3 separate regions of the Gossypium hirsutum genome follow, and all the other regions are linked to region 1. A link is a contact called in public Hi-C data. All regions are on one chromosome and are shown on one strand. Each heading gives the region's core, a stretch centred on a gene start, on an enhancer-like site or on the middle of the called end of the contact. The rest is flanking DNA. Distances are from core to core; before and after follow the strand shown.

What was found. A called contact is a pair of places that touch in the nucleus more often than the background predicts.
Region 2: a Hi-C map of leaf shows a contact between it and region 1, with 2.6 times the contacts expected there. The contact joins the promoter of LOC107896829 here to the promoter of LOC107896820 in region 1. A contact is called at or near these places in 2 of 34 Hi-C or Micro-C datasets (both in leaf).
Region 3: a Hi-C map of leaf shows a contact between it and region 1, with 2.5 times the contacts expected there. The contact joins the promoter of LOC107896826 here to the promoter of LOC107896820 in region 1. A contact is called at or near these places in 13 of 34 Hi-C or Micro-C datasets (anther, callus, leaf and 1 more).

Annotation. Positions count from the first base shown.
Region 1 is chrA10:87,635,020-87,638,890 of Gossypium_hirsutum_v2.1, forward strand. LOC107896820 (zinc finger CCCH domain-containing protein 48) reads right to left here and starts at 2,037. Exons shown (of 9, transcript XM_016822101.2): 1 at 819-2,037; 2 at 451-562.
Region 2 is chrA10:87,884,926-87,888,796 of Gossypium_hirsutum_v2.1, forward strand. It overlaps LOC107896829 (transmembrane protein 87B), which reads right to left and starts at 1,788. Exons shown (of 5, transcript XM_016822116.2): 1 at 1,246-1,788; 2 at 1-921. The coding sequence starts at 1,508.
Region 3 is chrA10:87,819,338-87,823,208 of Gossypium_hirsutum_v2.1, forward strand. LOC107896826 (vacuolar-sorting receptor 1) reads right to left here and starts at 2,212. Exons shown (of 11, transcript XM_041078911.1): 1 at 1,549-2,212; 2 at 561-1,253; 3 at 6-94. The coding sequence starts at 1,843.

The DNA of each region.
Region 1 (3,871 bases), core at 787-3,286:
AGAAAACAGAAGCAAAGTAAAAAGATAGTTCTTAGAGATGATGGGTAAGGGCGAGGGGGTGTTTATAATGGAAGCAAATGTCGGTGTTAGCATAAAAAACTAGCCGTTGGCGCCAGACGACCTGATTTCCTACCAAATTTCTTTCTCACCCTAGTGATTTGAATTGGGAGAGTAAAAAACCTAGCCATAACTGATTAGGGCATCTGGCTGAGAATTTTGTCTAATTGAATGTTATTGTGAGAGTCAGAATAATATTGGGCCCATTTTTTAGCTGATTAGGCGTTCATGGGCTTGTCTAGCCATATTAAATGTTTAAAATAAAAATTGAATTAAATCGTTAAAATCAACACGAGTAGAATCCACAAAGAAAAAGGCTAAAAAAATTGAGGATGAAAATAAGAGAAGGAAAACTAAAAGGAGTGAAAGAAAAGGAAATGTATGCGTTAATACCTTTTGGGGATATTGGAGAGGAGATCATCATCAGATTCAGGTGCATCCAATTTTGGCTTATCCATCCAGAATTCGAAAATAGATAGCAGATATCGCAGGCCCGGCGTGTACCCTAATATTATATTTTATATGTCACGCAGAACAAGTTGCTCTTAGTACTGTATACAATAAACGAGTGAAAAATATAGCGAGTAATTTTGTTCAAGAGAAGTGACTACGACTCTGTATTACTAAACCATTTCAATGAATTTACTCGGGCTATATTTTTTTATTTAGAAATGAAATTATGAACTCCATAAATATTTCTACGAGTTCTTCATCAACAACAACAAGCTTCCAGTTAAAGAGCAAAGGCGACAGATCCTGACCTAGCGAAATTTGATTTTGGCGTACTTCAAGGTTGGCCGCCTCCTGCTTCTGGTAGTGGATCAGATGCTGCGAAATAAGCACCTCGACTCTTTCTTTTCCTTGCTTAAAGGCTCTGCTATTTGCCTTGGACAAGAAAATCCAAGGGGATGCTCTTGCTGCCATTCGTTGAACCAGGAGACACCTGATTCGAAAATTGGTCCGATACACGCTGAGATCCAGCGTCTTGTGTAACGTTTCCATGGTTGTCAGTTTCGGCATGTCTGCACCTGCTTATTAAAGCTGGGTGCTATTTTTGAAGATGACGTTTTAAACGTCCCTACTCTGCTCAACGGTCTTAGCTTGATTGTGGTTGTAATTTTAACATGTTGATCCAACGGTTGTAAATGCCCCTTTAGTGAAATGCTATCAATTGGACTAAGCCCAAACATGAGTATCAAAAAGAAGAAAGTGCCCCAAAACATCAACCAAGAAAATTCTCGTCTTTCAAAAAAAAAAAAAAAAAAGAACCATTTTCAGACATTTTTTTCCGTTTAATTTATTTGTTTATATTAATTAACATCTAACAATGCCAGGATGATATGGTTGAACAGCCAGCATCCTGCTTCATGCTACTGAAAGTTTCACTCGTGTCTTTAAAGGGTACTATTATTTCTTTAAAATCATTCAAATGCAAAGCTTGCAATTGCGGTCTTTGTTGTGAGAACATGGATTGATGACCAAGTATAATCAGATAGGGAACGGAAGTATCAGCTTTTGGAACTTGCTGAGTCATTGATTGGCATTTACCAAAAAGAAAAATGGGATGACAAAAAGAAATGAAACAAGATTTTTATTTCATCAGAAGCGTAGAGACCTGCTAAAAGCATTAAAAAACATGGAATTGTTAGGGTTGGTCACCGGGTTTTTTTCAGCATTTCCTTTCCCACCAAGTATTGGTTTCATCAACTTCTTCAGGACCCTGTTGAAACCAGACCCACAACGCCCTTTACCCACCTGCGCCGCCGCTGGCGGTTGTGCCAACAACTGCGAGCAGCGGCACCTTTTAACCAGGCTGGACTCCGACAGGCTCCTACCCAATATAGCTTGTTTCAACTGCGCCTCAAAGGACAGCCTCTCGAACTGGTCCAGCAGCGTGCTCTGCTCGTCCCCGAATCTTCTCAGACCAACTGATGCTTCCTCCATGCTTTTGTTTTCATTTGCTAAACCCATTTTCATAAAGTGCAGGGAGAATAAAGAAAATTCGCGGAAATTTAAAAGCCTTTTGGCTGTAATTCTGGGAATGGAATTCCATTGTTTTTAAACATTCCTTAAGAGTAGGGCATTAAAATTGTAATTGAATTTGAAATAAATATATGTTGATCCCCAGAAATAAAATTGAATTTGAATCATCTTCACGCTTAAAATGATATGAACATAAATGAGGGCTTGGAATTTCCCCACCTATCGCTTTCAATTTAATTTCTCCGGAATATGTGTAAGGTTTAAATTGAATTTCTTATTTTCAATCACAAGAATGGGTTAAAGAGATAAATTTACTGCCATGATGAGTACCGCACTATTTTCACAATAATGGGTTAAAGGGATAAATTTACTGCCATGATGAGTACTGCACTATTTTCCCACCAATCTTTTCTCTTCTTTCTATTTTGTATGTGATTTCAATTTTTACTTAGAAATTTTAATTCTATTAAATTGTTTTGCAATTAAAATTGGATAAACTGTAAAAATAGTCACTTTTGTTTGACTCAGATTACATTTTAGTTATTTATGTTTAAAATGTTACGTTTTAGTCACTTACGTTATTGTTTTGTTACGAAGTGGTGTTACCTCCCTAATGACGATCTTACGTGATAGCCCAAATAGGTTTTAAATGCCAACTTAGATGTTTTACGTGACAATCCAAATTAAATTTATTTAACTAAAAACTTATTTTCATCCTAGAAATTGGATATCCAAGTTGACATTTAAAACCCATTTGAACTACCACGTAGGGCTGCTGTTAGGGAGGTAACGGAGTTTAACAGTAAAGTGACCACTTTGTAACAAAACAATAACATAAGTGACTAAAACGTAATATTTTAAATATAAGTAATTCAAATATCATACCAGACAAACAAAAGTGATCACTTTTATAGTTACTCATTAAAATTTACCCTTCATTATTAAATTTGGATGATTCCAAAGCAAAATTAAAAAAGAAGAAGTTATTTCTAATATTTTATTGAAATAATTAATAATATGTTAATTTTTAAAAAAAATTATCGTATCATTTTTATTTAATGGAAGGTTGACTTGAAAAAAACATAAATTTAATTTTTATAAAAATATTTTGTTAATTTCTAAAATTGAATTAATTGAAGGCTTACTATATAATTTTTGTTACTTGAATTTAACACTTTTTTTTAAACATGGTACCTGTGTTACCTTTTTGTCTAATCTAACATTAATTTTTGACAAAAGTTATATATTTTGGTATTCAAAAGTAACAATGTTAATTTTTAATTGTTTAATTCGAGTTTTAGAATTGATTTGATGAAAATTCATAATTAAAAAATAATATTAGCATTTAACTTTCACTAAATCGACTCTAAAACTTGAATTAAATCACATCCATCGGATTGTATTTGAAAATTAAACACAAAATTAAACAATTTCACAATTAAGCCTAAATTTATTCTATTAACAAAATAATAATAAAAAATCAAACCTAATAAGAGTATTAAAAATTAACTTTCATCAAATCAACCTTAAAACTTGGATTAATTATTAAAAAGTTAACATCATATACAAGTATTAAATTGGACCAAAAAATAACACATGTATCGTATTAAAAAAATGTCTTATATATCAAGCCTTAATTGAACTGTTATTGTCAAATACTAAAACAAAATCATAAAATACATTATTTTTTATTAAATCTTCTCTTCAAAAAAAATAACAAAATGAAATTAAAATTAAAATTTATTAAACAAATTCAATCAAATAGAAGAAATAAAATTTAATATTAAATTAAAAATATAGTGACAAATTTATTTTAAACTAATATTAATTA
Region 2 (3,871 bases), core at 538-3,037, 250 kb after region 1:
AAAGTTTTTGACAGTGATGAGAAAATCCATAGAATAAAACAAGCATCCAAAAACGCAACAGGTAGTACCAAAACTAACTTCGCTTTCCCAGAAAAGTCATTAATGTTCCCCAAGTGTTCTACTAGCTCAAGTGCCTCTGTCGCAATAAAATATATCAGACCAAGCAGAACTACTTTGGATGTTAAGCCACCAAGTGTTGGCCTCACTACACCAAAGCCCATGGAAACCACCAAAAGAAGAAGGCGAGATAAAGTTTTCTTAACAGAGCCAAATGTGACTGCCCACAACGTAATACCCATTGGTCTGGTCCCAGTTGAATTGAAATTAGAATATTCAAAGTACCAGACAGCCATCTCACACATTCCAAGTGCAATAACAAGGGTGATATGGTAGTGTAAATGGATGATATCCTTCCAGAACTGAACGAACCTTAGAAACCAGGCAAGACCAAGCACAAGGTAAGCCAAAGACATGAGACCATAAAATGTCATCAACGGAGCCATCTTCCCAGGTAAATAACCATTGGGGTTCTTCCAGACGGTCCTTCCTTTAATAAGAGTACCCTTGAGTTGGGGATCGCAGAACATAAAATAAAGGTAGTACATCCCGGTGCTGTTTATCTCAACTGTTTCAACATCCATTTTAGCTTCTTCATTGTCTCCTTGGAAAAAGGTCTTAATCCGTTTAGGCCACCCAAGGTTGTTCGGGTTATGTTGGATGATAACCTCACCTTGGTTGCAGGACCCCTGGTCCGCAAGTTGTTTGTCGCAGCAAATGGCATCGGATTTTAAAGAAGACCCTCCAATCCTTGCTCTATCTTTAACTTCAAGTATGATTGCTTCCACTAATCCCGTGTTCTGCTGCATTTGATGATGGCTTTTTGCAGTCTCTTTCGGTCTCACAAAGGTGACCGGATCAAAACTGAAAATACTCCAACATGTACAGTAACATCAACAACAATCACTACCAAATTTTGACAGACACTATGTATCTACCAAATTAAGCACATGGCCAATCAAATTGTTAACTAAACAGTAGCTAGGGTTTCGAAATGGAAAGGGCATCATCATACTATCGCGTGAAATGATGATGATTTTCAATGTGAATCAAAGTCCAAAAAAAATCAAAACCAACAGTAGAAGAATTAGAAAGAGTAAAAATAATTCTTCAAATGAAAGGAAAGGCAAAAGCAAAAGCAAAAGCAAAGATCAAGTAAAGGAAGAGTAAATATATATAAAAAAGTACCTGATGATGGACTTCCCCTTGAAAGATGGTTTGGTTTCAGAAGAAGCATCAGTGGTGGGTTCATGGAGCTTAGAAGCATAGAGACCTTCACTGCCTCCATGGAAAAAGAAAGCATCAGATTTTGGGCTAAAAGCTTCCATTCTATACTCATGAATGGAAGCATTAACATTTGAGAAGCAAAGAAACAAACCAAAACAAACAACAAACATGGGAATCTTAATCCTTCCCCATCGAAACTGTCTCTGCTTCATATCTTGCAGCATTTCTTTTTTGGTTGAGGGCGGGGATCGTCTGTTTTTTGTTGTTGTTGTTAGAGGTGTTGGGTACTGGGCGTTGTGTTCTGGAAATTGGTAAAGAAAGAGAGAGACAGATACCAGCAATACAGAAATGAGTCCTAACCGATGCAAAAGCAGTGAAGAAGCATAGACAGCGACTCAGCATCTTCTTTTTGTTACGTTACTATTTTTTATCCATCGGCCCAACACAAGACTGGGTTCCTGATAATGATGAAGATATTTCTCAGTTCGAGCATTCATCATCCCCACACTGGCCCTTTCTCAGTTGGGCTTCCGGAATTATAACATTTTTCTAGTTCTTCAAAGCCCTTCTAGAACACATTTCTATTGTTAGGTGGAGACTAACAAATTTAAATTTTACTTTATAATGTCAATATCACGAGTCAATTAAACACTAATTTAATTAGAGGAATTATGAAAATATTTTTTTGTAATTAAAATAAGTTATATTATTTGAAGCTATTTTGATCTTTTTATTTTATTTTATTAAAAACCCAACGAAAAAATTACATGTAATGGGATTTGAACCAATACTAATTACATCAATAAAACATTAACTTTACTGTTAAACCAGAACTTTTATTTTAATATAATACTTACATTTTAATTGCATTATGCATTCTTTATTACATCTATTAATTATATATTAAGGGTTTGTTTGCTTCATTGAAAATAATTTTCGAAAAATGATTTCTGGAAAATAATTTACTTTCCTCTAAAATTTAATATTTTCTGGTGTTTGGATGAATCTATGTAAAATATTTTCTGTTGTTTGACGGATTTCTTAAAAATATTTCATAAAATTTTTTTTAATGAAACAAACATACATTTGAGATTTTCTTATCTTTTTATTGTTTAATTTAATTTAATTTATATTTATAAATTTATATTTTACATTATTTTTGCATATATTAAAAATATTTTGTTAAATTCAAGTTCATTACAACGTCATTTTTTAGTTACATGACTACCAATTGAGTTTTTTTTATTTAAAAATGTGACATCAACAAAATTGACAAAAATAAATTTAACAATGTCAATAATTGGACTTGATTTTTCAATCTAAAAAGTAGAGGGATTAAATTTTTGAAAATAAAAATACAGAGACTAAATTGTAAATTTGTGAAGAGTACATAGACTTATAGCATATTTTAACCTTTATACTACAAAATATTTATTATTAATAAATTTATAATTGTAATAAATATTTGTTATTAAAATATTAATATTGATTATTTTTAATAATATGTGAAGAATATTATTTAAAATTATTATTTTTAAAATTTATTATTAAAATAAAATTTAAATGTTAAATAATTTATTAAAATAATAAATTATATTAATAATTTATTATATGACTAAATATAAATAATTAAATATGTATGTTTAATAATGTTGAAAAATATAATATTTTATATCAATATTTTAATAATTTTAAATATTTTTAAGCATAAAACAAAATTTATTATCAATATAATAATATTAAGCTTGATTTAAGTTAATTTTTATATAAAAGTAAAATTACCTATAGAGGATGTAACAACCCAAAATCCGTGGGCACTAGAAAAGTATGTTATCGGGCCTCCGTCTTAGTGAAATAAGTTCGAAAATAATTATTAAAAATATTTATGAGTCTAGTATTGTGTTTAATTAGGTTTTAATTAAGTAAATTTAGCTTAATTTAGAGTAATTAGTAAAAAGGATTAAATTGAATAAGAGTAAAAGTTTAATTATAGATTAAAGTAAGAGGAAATTAAACCATTTCCTATAGCTGAGGCGGTTTAACATAGAAAATATCAAAGATTTTATTGATTAAAAATATATATATATTTATTTAATAATTAAGTATATTATATTATATTATATTATATTATATTATTATATATAAAAGAAACAAATAAGTTAAAAGAATCAGAATGAAAGCAAACGAAACAGAGAAGAACAGGGGAGAAAGAAAGGAAAGAAGAAAGAAAAGGGGAAATAAGGTTTATGAAGCTTGGAGTTAATTGGTAAGCTCAATCAAGTCCTTTTCTCATAATTTTGATATTTTAGAAGTCTTAAAACAAGTTTTTGATGAAATTAAGTTGTTAGTTTGGAAGTTCTTAGGTTTTTAAACAAAGTTCATGTTGAATAAAATGATGAAATAGGGGTTTAATTGAACGAAATTCAAGTTAGAATAGATATAAGGATTGAATTGCAAAGTAAGCTATAAGTTTTGTGTTTTAGGGACTAGATTGAGGAAAATTCGGAATTAAGAAAATATGTTGAAAATTTAATAGTTAAATTTGAGTTTAAATGAAATTTGAATAGGAATAAGGTGTGAATTGGTG
Region 3 (3,871 bases), core at 962-3,461, 180 kb after region 1:
CTCACCTGTGCATCTTGCTCAGCTTTCAGCACTGGGTTGTCCACATCAGCCTCAGTGTCTCCAATACATTTGTCTACTTTATTGAGATCAACACCTATAAAGCAGAGAATGGAAGACATACGATAAACATAAGTACACATGTCAAATGTAAAGACACAAACTTGCTTTTAACCCATAACAGATTACTTAAGTAATCAAACATTTCCAGGGGCAAATAAGAATTCTTTTGCTTTTCTAGATCCCAATAAAATCAGAGTTACATACATATATAATAAAAATACACATACAGGTAGGTGCACATGTAAATGTATATAAATTCATTAGCGCTACTACACAATCCTTTTTCTTCAACTTCGGTAAACAGGAAGAAAAAATTACTTATTGCTCATTTCCAGAAAGAAGGAACCAATTCAATGGTCGTATGCTCCATTTTTGAAGAAATAAAATCAATCAAAATGCAACACTAGCACCTTCAGAACAGTATAGCAGCAGCAATATTGTGCGACACATTTTAAGAATCATATATAATAGAGAGCATTGCAAGTAAAGCATTAACCTACCAAGGGCTTGGATAACTTTATCAGCACACTCCTTGTTATATTTCTTCTCTTTCATCGGGCAGCGGATAGCAAAGTCCGTAACATAATCCCACCAAAGCCATGGCTTTCCACTTTCATTGGCAACTTTGAACAAGCAAGCTTGGCGAAGATTTTGAACCACCACATCTTTACCATCATAACCTTTACTGAAGTCTTGCTCAGGATCTGGAGCACAGTACCTCCCATGATTGATACACTGTGACTTGCACTGTTTGCTCAAAATAAAAGCTTCAGGGCAATACCAAGTTATATAGTGGGGGGTGAACATAGTGTAGCCCTTCCGCTCAAGTATTTGAGCAGCTCCTTTGAAGTTCTTGACAAATTCTATCTGGCTGTCACACTTTGGCCCACACTCATCGTTGCTATTTGTCCAGAACTCATACTCAACCCGTTCATCAGGATGAGGAAGTGACTCCCTCCAGTCAAGATTCATATTAACCATCTCCCCACCGTTAAGGGCCTTCTTGAGGCTGTCCCCTAGTGATTTACTGATAAGGGCTGATGGAATGGTGATGTTCTGCAGGTATTCAGCATTAGCATTTTCTTCTTCAGGGGTATCCATGGTAATCAAGGGCTCATCCTTGCTGTCAGCAACAAGAATAGCAGCAGCTCCAGCTTTCTGAGCATTCCATGCCTTCAAGGTGAAGAAACAATCTGCCACAACAGCCAAGTTAAAGATGATAAGCACGTGCATTTAAAGCTCTTTGAGAAGAGCAAAAACTGAAAGCCAATTCAAATCCCTAAGAACTACCAAATTGAAACCAGAGGGCAATGCTAAATTTAACAAGTGTCAACTGCCAGCAAAATTAAGTAGGGTTACTAACATTTAATACCATAAATTACATAAATAGAAAGGCCAAATAAAAGCATAGTCCGATTCTTTTATTTCCAAAATCGGAGAATCTATGATAGATAAAAAATAAGAAATAGGAAGAAAAAAGAGGCAGACCTCCACGATCAACAAGGAGAAAAGTGGGTAATCCCCCAGGCTTTGATTTGAAAGAGATGTCAAAATCATCGAAGGACTTGCAAGCGCCTTGATTAGCTTTAGGATAAACAACAGTGCCAACCAAGGTACCCCCATACTGAGGAACCCCAAAATTCCCAATCGCACACTCATAAACCCCTTTGATTGATTCCGGCGAAGTCACCTTCAAGCTGTTCTTCTCCACCACAAACCTCCCCAAACAATTCCCCACTAACAAAACCCACATGCAAATTACAAACCAAGAATTTTCCCTCATCTTTCCAGGAGAAACTTTTTTTCTCTAATAATAACCCAAGATGGGGGAATCTTTCAATCAACAATAACTTAGTATCAAAGTCGCCTCTTTTCGCTGGTCAAGTTTCCCAATCCTTCTAGGGAGCTCAATTTTTTCCGTTTGGTTTGTGCTTTCGACACAGCAATGAGGCGTTTGCTTGGTCGTATAAAGAAAAACCCAGAAGTTTAAGAAGAAAGATTTGGAAGAAAGTTGTAAGCTTTTTCAAAGTAAAGAGAAAAAGAAGATTTGGAAGTGTTGTGGAAGTAAAGGAGCTGTAATGTAAACCGACTTTGATTTAAAAAAGGATACAAGAGGGGCTGCTTGGATAAATTAGATGAGTGAATGTGAAATTGGGTGATTTGCTATAATATTCCATTTTTATAATCATATTATTATTTCACCTACCATACTGATAAGACAAAACGTAGAAAGGGAAAGGGTAATGCATGAAATACATGTGTCTTATTCCCGATTGACTTTAACACGTCGATGCTCCGTTAATAACCCCACCCCATTCCTCGCATCCCTTTAAGATAATAAAAAAGATTGCTATTATGTACTATACCACTATACTAAATCTATATTTATATTATATATTTAATCAAATCTCAATTCAGTTTAATACTCAACAAATGTATTATTTTTTCTATAAACTCTAAAATATATATACATTACTTTGGTGAGTGTAGGTTTATAATAGTTTATTTAATTAAAACCTTCAAAAACAGAAAATACTTTTTTTACATTTGATTGAAGATAATATATTTGATCATGTTTGCTCAAAATTTTCTCTCTTTGTCACATGTATTTATTTCTTGAATATTTTTGTACTATTAATTTATTTTTAATTTACTTGTGTAAAATGATTTCTTATGCAAGTTTATATTAATTAAAATATGCTAGTTGCCAAATTTATTCAGAGTGTAGTATAATTATCACTTGTTTACATATTAAGAATATGACATAATTATCACTAAGAATATAATTTATAATTATATTGATACACTATTAATATTTATCAATTTCTACAATGTTAATATTTACAAATAAAGAACGTTGTTTATTTAAAATTTTAAAAATATTCTCTAATTAATTTCTATAATGAATATTTTAATTCCTTAGTAGTAGTATTTTATTTCAATAATTTCACTAGATAAAGGTTAAAGCATTATAAATAAATAAATACTTAACAATAAAATGTGGCATACCCTTATTTGTTATTTTACATATATCAACGTTCAACATTCAACATTCAATTATCAACTAAGTTTTACCAAACATTTTTAAATAAACCGTTAATAGAACCAGCTGGTCAAACCAGCCACTGCAATCAACAATTAGCTAACATTGCCTTTATAAATATATTTGTTACATAATTGTTTTCACTCATATCATGGGATGTGTCATCCATCAACTCATTTGTTAAAATTACAAGGAAAATATTATTTTTATAAATTGATAAATATTATTTTGAGAATACTTTTGTCTTTTTATATTTTTATATAAACTTTAAAAAACTACATACATATATGAGATTTGAACCCAAAATATCATTATAGTTTTCATTCTTTTATTTTATTTTAATGAAGGAAGATGTACACCACACCTAAAACAATAGGCTAACACAATCGACATGCGCACTCTATGTAACACTCTTAACCCGTATCCGTCGCTGGATTAGGGTTAAAGGCATTACCGAACAAATCGAAACAATTTGCAAACAATTCAATATCAACATCCACAAACATAGTCAAACATCATTATAGAGTCCCTTATATAGGTCAACGAGACCTTAATCATGCTTTAGAAAAGGGGTCGGGACTAAACCGAGCTCATACAAAAATTTTTGAAACTAAAACAATTTTCAAAGTCACAGAGGTCACATGCCCGTGTGAACAGGCTGTGTGCCTCACACGGCATTAGACACGTCCATGTGTCTAGACCGTGTCAAATCAGGGCATACATATTGACTTAATCACACGGCCACAAGACATGCCTGTGTGCCTTGGT